Linked DNA regions of Capra hircus: region 2 is linked to region 1. Evidence: chromatin contacts called from public Hi-C data. All regions are on one chromosome and are shown on one strand. The core of a region is the stretch at or near the end of the contact, and the rest is flanking DNA. Distances in the headings are between cores, read along the strand shown.

The links. Hi-C and Micro-C count contacts between places; a contact is called where the count stands out from the background.
Region 2: a contact with region 1 is called in a Hi-C map of blood, with 2.4 times the contacts expected there. The contact joins two enhancer-like sites. A contact is called at or near these places in 2 of 5 Hi-C or Micro-C datasets (both in blood).

What each region holds. Positions count from the first base shown.
Region 1 is chr18:12,113,210-12,116,566 of ARS1.2, forward strand. No RefSeq gene overlaps it. Among named protein-coding and RNA genes, the nearest start is that of TLDC1, 10 kb to the left of the region's middle. Within about 2 kb of position 1,597, at least 1 of the 5 cell types and tissues checked has an H3K27ac peak or open chromatin away from gene starts, as enhancers often do.
Region 2 is chr18:12,281,856-12,285,212 of ARS1.2, forward strand. All of the region lies in intron 1 of USP10 (ubiquitin carboxyl-terminal hydrolase 10), which reads left to right. Among named protein-coding and RNA genes, the nearest start is that of USP10, 20 kb to the left of the region's middle. Within about 2 kb of position 1,821, at least 3 of the 5 cell types and tissues checked have an H3K27ac peak or open chromatin away from gene starts, as enhancers often do.

The sequences.
Region 1 (3,357 bases), core at 347-2,846:
CTCCAACATCTCAATAATAAGTTTGGAAATACCCAGAATCTTCCAAGCTCACTTACAGCACAGTTTGGGTTTCCAGCCCCTCCAGTGGTATGTATTCCCAGGTTGAAAGAACAGATTCGAAATAAGCATCAGAAACACGGTGATGGGGAAGACTAAGAAACAGGCCATAGGCGCTACTTCAGTGCCGTCTTTCTACACAACCATTTGGACTTTTTGTGTTAAAAAGTCTCAACTGCAGAACAATCTAAAAGCTTTTAGAATAAATCCCAAAGCAACTAAAGTATAAATGGTTTTTCCATTTCTGGACCGTACTATGAAATGAAGTTTGTGTGAATCTCTGTCAAACATAGCCTGAGGCTTTCTCTATTCATATAGCTGTTGCTTCTGGAAGGCAAAGCTCATAAAACATGTTCATATACACGTGATGGACAAAATAAATGTGCAAGAGAAAACAAATCTCCCTTTCAAAGAACCCCAGTAATTTGCAGAGCTGCTCCCAGGGGGAGGAGGTGGACCATCGCTCCCTCTCCTTAGGCCTGGGCTGCACGCAGTAGCCTCCTTCCAAGGAGGACAGGACGGAAATGAACTGTATGGATGACAAGACTGACCAGGCACCGCAGGCAGTGACTGTGGCCGACATCAACTGTGATACGCTGGGACTTCCCTAGCGATCCAGGGGCTAAGACTCCTCACTCCCAATGCAGGAGGCCCGGGATCGATCCCTGGTCAGGGAACTAGATCCCACATGCCACAGCTAAGGAGTTTGCAAGCCATAACTAAAGATGCCGCATGTCACAACTTAAAAAAAATATATATATATATATCTCCTGCATGCTGCAATGCCACAACTAAGACCCAGTGAAGGCAAATAAATTAATTATTCAAAAAAAAAAAAAACAGTGATAAACTGCGTGGACAGAAGAGGCCCCTTAACCAGAGGGCCCCTTTGTGACTCTGGTCTGGGGTGCCCTCAGCTCATCACGGACCCAGCAAAGGCAGCTTCTTCACTCTGCAAGCTGGCCTGAGGTGCAGGACCCTTGACCCCTGGGCTCATCTGTACTTCCCTGGACCTTCTGCACAGTCCCTATCTCCACCAGCCCCACCGGGCACAGCTCCTCCGGCTGTCTGGACACCTTCTATCCTCTCTCCATGAGCTCACATCTCCACGGAAGGGAGAGTGAACACCTCCAAGGAGGAAGGTGTCAGAGGGTCAAGGTCACGGAGCTGAGGGGGGATCTGAGGAGAGACGTGTTGGAGGGCTGAGTCCATCCCCAGGAGGCGGGCAGGGAGCTGGCCTCTGACCTCAGGGCTCGGGGGTGGGGGCACAGTGCCCCTCCAAGGGCTCCAGCCAGTGGCCACGTCACATGCCACAGCCGAGGGGTGGGGGCGGCGGGGCGGGGTCTGCTTCTGGCAGTGACCATCCTGCCACCCAGCAGACGGTCAGAGGTATGAGATCTGGGGAGGACTCAGGGCACACACTGGGCGCAGCCACCTAGAATCACGGTGGCTCTCCCCAGGGCCCCATGGTGACAGGCTGCAGGGGCTCAGCCAGCCCAGGGCAGACTGGGAGCCGCCAGTCCGGGGATAGACACTGCCCAGTCAGGGGAGCTGCAGTGGCCCAGGAGGCCCCCCAAGGAAGCACAGAAGGGATCAAAGTCAGCTCAAATCACGGGCCAGACCCAGATGGCCTGAAGCCAGCCTGCCCCCCAGGAGGCCGATCAGCAGCCCCCAGTGACATTCATGTCTTAATTCCCAGGACCTGCGGGTATGTGAGCTGACATGGCAAAGGAGACTTTGCAGACCTGATTAAGTTAAGGATCTTGAGATGGGAGATCATCCTGGATTATGCAGGTGGCCCGATGTCATCACAGGTCCTCGTGAGAGAGAGCGTGCAGCTCAGACGAGGAGATGTGATGATAGAAGAGGTGGGGAGGGGAGAGGACTGGTAGGAGGGAGGGGCTGGAAGAGGCTATGCCTGCTAGTTAGAAGATGAAGGACTTCTAGAATCTGGAAAAGGCAGGGAAGGAATTCTCCTCCAGAACCTTCAGAGAGAGCATACCCCTGCAGACACCTTGGTTTCAGACTTCTGACTTCCTCAACTTGAAGCCTTAAGCCACTAAATGTGCAGTCCTTTGCTCCGGCAGCAACAGGAAACCTATAAACTCTCATCAGTCAAATAAAAACTTTCTGCCTGTCACCACCTCTCCTCCTTCCCCCACAAGCCTGCAGAGGGCAGAACAAGAGTCACCAGATGCAGCAGATAAAGACACAAAACACCCTGTAGAATTTGAATTTCAGACAATGACTATTTTTTAGTATGAATAAACCCAAATATTGCCTGAAAGTGAAAGGGTTAGTCACTCAGTCGTGTCCAACTCTATGTGATCCCACAGACGATAGCCCACCAGGCTCCTCTGTCCATGGAATTCTCCAGGCAAGAATATTGGAGTGGGTTGCCACTTGCTTCTCCAGGGGATCTTCCCAACCCAGGGATCAAAGCTGGGTCTCTCACATCGCAGGCGGATTCTTTACTCTCTGAGCCACCAGGGAAGCAAATATTGCCTGGAACATACTTAAATAAAAAGAAAGGATTTTTTCTTCATCTGAAAGACAAATTTAACTGGACATCCTGGTTTTATCTGGCAATCCTAGTCAGAAACAGCAGCTGCAGGAGAAGGATAGAGCAGAGAAGAAGAAAACCACCCTCCCCCTTAAGATCCAGGGCATACACTCCAGGGGAGGAGAGAGATTTCATGTTAAATCCAGCTCCACACCTGTTAGCTAGGTATGACATAGCTTTATGGAACGAACTGGGACCACTTTCCATCTAAAGTGAGCCTGGGAGCTAATTTCCTAAGAATAGAGAGAAAAAAATCCCAGGGAATGTCTGGGTGTTTCATCCAAGGACAGAAAGGTGGCTCTCTGCCTCCATCACACTGAGCAGGTAAAAGGGACAGCAGGAAATAAAGCTGGCTTTGTGATGGCACCTGCTACCTTGGACCAGTGATAATGGGATGGATCGGCTCAGTCTCCAACCCAAGGTTGGGTGCAAACAGATGCTGGCTGCCACGAGGAACCCTGTGCTTGCTCTTCCCACAGAATAAGGAACCACCACCGAGGGGCTAAAAGCAGGACTCTTCATTTCCCAAGCCCAGACGCGGCACAGCTAATGTAGTCATGTGCCCACAAGGTGGCGCTCATGATCACCACAAAACAATGTGCTCTGGTCAGTTTTCACAATGAACATTTCAGAACAGGTTTTAGATTTACAGGCTTGTTGAGAAGAGGATACTGAGAGAGTTCCTGTGTGTCTCAGACTGAGTTTCCCCTGTGACTAACGTCTCACATTAGTGCTGA
Region 2 (3,357 bases), core at 571-3,070, 170 kb after region 1:
ATCTTGGAAAAGTGAAGGGATAACTTTTAAAAAATTATTTTTTTGCCATGCCATATGGGATCCTAGTTTTTGGCCACACCGTGCAGCATTTGAGATCTAGTTCCCTGACTCGGGGTCAACCCCATGCCTCCTGCATTGGGAGTGAGGAGTCCTGACCACTGGAGTACCAGGGAAATTGCTGAGAGGATAGCTTTTGATAGGACTTTAATAGTCAAAATAAAATGCACAAACCGCATGAAACCAACACTTGATATTTGAATCTTAAGGGGGGGCGTGGCTTTGTCACACTTTTTTGTCCATTTTTTCCCTTCTCGGGACTCTCAGCCCCAAGAAAGTGAGGAGAATCCTGCTGCAACCCTGGGTGGTCAGTCGAGGCATGAGCCTTCCTCTGCCCCCGGCCCCGGTCCCCCCGCTTCTGCCTGTGTAGTACTGTCAGCAATGCGCAGTTCACGCACACGGTGACAAAATTATAAATATCATGGTGTCCCAAACTTTGTCTTGTTCAGAATTTGTTCTGACAGTCAAGCACAGTTCAGCATGGATCGTTGGTGCTCAATACATGCTATTAAATCAATGAAATTCCTGCTGTGTATTGAACATTGTCGCCTCCAGGTGTTCCCTAGGCCACCCACACCAATTTCCAAAGTTAAGACTGAGCAGTAACTGTTCAGTAGATGTCACCATCCATCAGGTACTGGGTCCTGGTGAAAAAAAAAAAAAAGAAATTTGAATGGTTCTTTTTATGCAAGTACTGATCTGATTTTTTTTTTAACTTCATTTGTTAATAGTTCTCCCATTTCAATACCTGTACATTTTGGTGGTTTTTAGTATATTCACAGAGTTGTGCAGCTACCCCCACAGTCCATTTTAGAACACCTCATCATTCCAGAAAGAGGCTTCATACCCATAACAGGGACTCCCTTATCCCTCCCCACCCAGCCGCTGGCAGCCACCCTCTTTCTCCTTGCTGTCTCTGGGGATCTGCCTCTTCTGGATATCACCCAGTTCATGTGAATGGACTCTTGCAATGCGTGGCCCTTGAGTCTGGCCTCTTCCACTCAGCATGATGTGTTCAGGTGCCAGCCACCTGGTAGCCGTGTCAGTCTGAGAACATTCCCAAAGCTGTGTTTTTCCGGGTTAGATCCAGGAGATCCTTTTGGAGCTGGGAAGAACTGTGGAGATGGATTTCGTCTGGCATACCCTGATTTTAGAGATGAAGTTAAAGCGTTTATCACTCAGAGCAGTGTTCTTTAGTCATTAAGTCTTGCCAGACTCTTTCAACCCCACGGACTGTGGCCCACCAGGCTCCTCTGTCCATGGTATTCTCCAGGCAAGAATACTGGAGTGGGCAGCCATTCCTTTCTCCAGAGGATCTTCTTGACCCAGGGATTGAACCCATGTCTCCTGTGTTGCAAGAGGATTCTTTACTGCTGAGCCACCAGTGTATTAGTCCTTAACATCTTCTCCTACCTCCCAAATTCACTTTTGTGTTGGGAAAGAGGGAGGAGGGAGGAGAAGACTCTGCCTCCTGTGCTTGTTTCTGGCATTTGACCCTGAAGGCCTGGGCTTTGAGTGTTCTTGGGACACTGTGCCTGGGTCTGGCTCACAGATGCCTGACTGCCGTGGAATCTGTGAAGTGCAGTACACATGCAGCAGAGTGTTTGTTGATCACGCCTTTGTAGCCTAAGTTTTTACCTCAGGCTGACCTCCTATGTCCCTGAGTCCTTTTGAAGGCGGAGGACACTAATTTGGTGGTAGCCTGCACAAAGACTTGTTTCTAGAGTGCAAACCTTGGAAGCTGTATTCCAGCGCCCCCTAGTGCCTGCTCTGGGGGTTGTCCTCCGGGTCCCTGCTTCCTGCAGGAGGTGCTGTTTCCTGTGGCTGCATTGGATCCCTGGAGAGCCAGCAGTGCACCACGCAGGTGACTGGCAAACGCCTTTCCTTCTCCTCACCTCTCCTGGGCTGAGGCTGTGTCTTTGCTTTTCCTTTAGCAGGAACACTGGTATTTCCAGTTCGGCCTGTGCCTTTAGCAGGCTGTACAGCCCTAGGCCCTAGAGGGCCTTCTGGAGTCTGCTCTGGCAACTCAGAGTGCCACGCCCTGGAGCTTGGCTGCAGTGAAGTGTCTTGCATCCACCCTAGCTGTGCCGAGGGCTTGCCCCTTTTCCTGATGTGTTTCTTGTGTATATATTTTTCATGTTCTCTCTAGAAAAGATCGGAAAATAATCAGACGGTAACAGTAGGAGTTCTGAAGGCCTGAGCTGGGGTCAGTGGAAGGGAGGGGAAGTGGAGCTTTATTCTGGTTGAGAGGACCCCTCTACCCCTAGGCCCCTTCCCAGAGTGGGGATGGGGCGGCTCAGCACCCTGTGCTGTGTCCTGACCCTCATGGCCTCCCCCGGCCCCCCCCCCCCGCCCCCCTGGCCCAGCACCACAGCTGGGAGAAGAGCATATGTGGTTGCTTTCTTGTTCCTCCTCTTGACTCCAGTATTCATTCAACTCTGGTGGGCCTGGCTTTAACCTCAGGGATCTGCCTCACTTGATGACAGTGCCAACATTTCTGTAGTGCTCTGTGGTCCATGGAGGGCTCGCAGTGGCTGTTGCCTGGGTGCCTGGGCATGCCGGCCCCTGCAGGCTTGGCAGGGACAGGGAAAGTGGGATTGCACTTCCTCCCTTGCCAGCCTCACAGTCATGAGTTTCAGCTCTCGCTGCTCCTGCAGGACAAACGAATGCATATTGCCAGTGCCATTTTCTTCCCCACTAGATTGTAAATCCTGTGAAATCAGGCATTGACTCATTTTTATCTTTTTTTTTAACACCAAAACTTTTTCTTTAAAAACAGACTTTATATTTATTAATTCTCCAGAGGAAGGAAAATGTTTCATACATGTATAAGAAGAGGGTAGGTAAAAATTTTCCTCACAGCTGAGTGTTTTCAGTTTTAGTTTAAAAACAGCCCCAGCAAGCTCTTTATTTGGAAATAATTTTAAATTTATAAAAATTGCAGAAGTACAAAGAGCCCCCATTTTATTTTTTATTCATATTGACTGGTTAGGGTTGAACCTCACTTAATCATTGGGGTGTGTTTAAGTTCTCTCCCTCTTTATACAGATACCTGTACAAACTCAAAAACACATGAAAATACAGACACGTTTTCTCTTACCCTTTGAGGTTTGAGGGTGGGTTACATGCACTGGGACCCTTTAGCCTCCTTGTCTGCTTGAATGTGTATTTCCCATGAATATTCTCTTAAAGTAACCACAGTTGGACAGCTATCACTTCCATACGTTGACATGGACGCAGTGTCTTTTTCTGACCCACTGTTCGTATTCTGGACTTGTCAGTTGGCCCTATGCTCTCCTT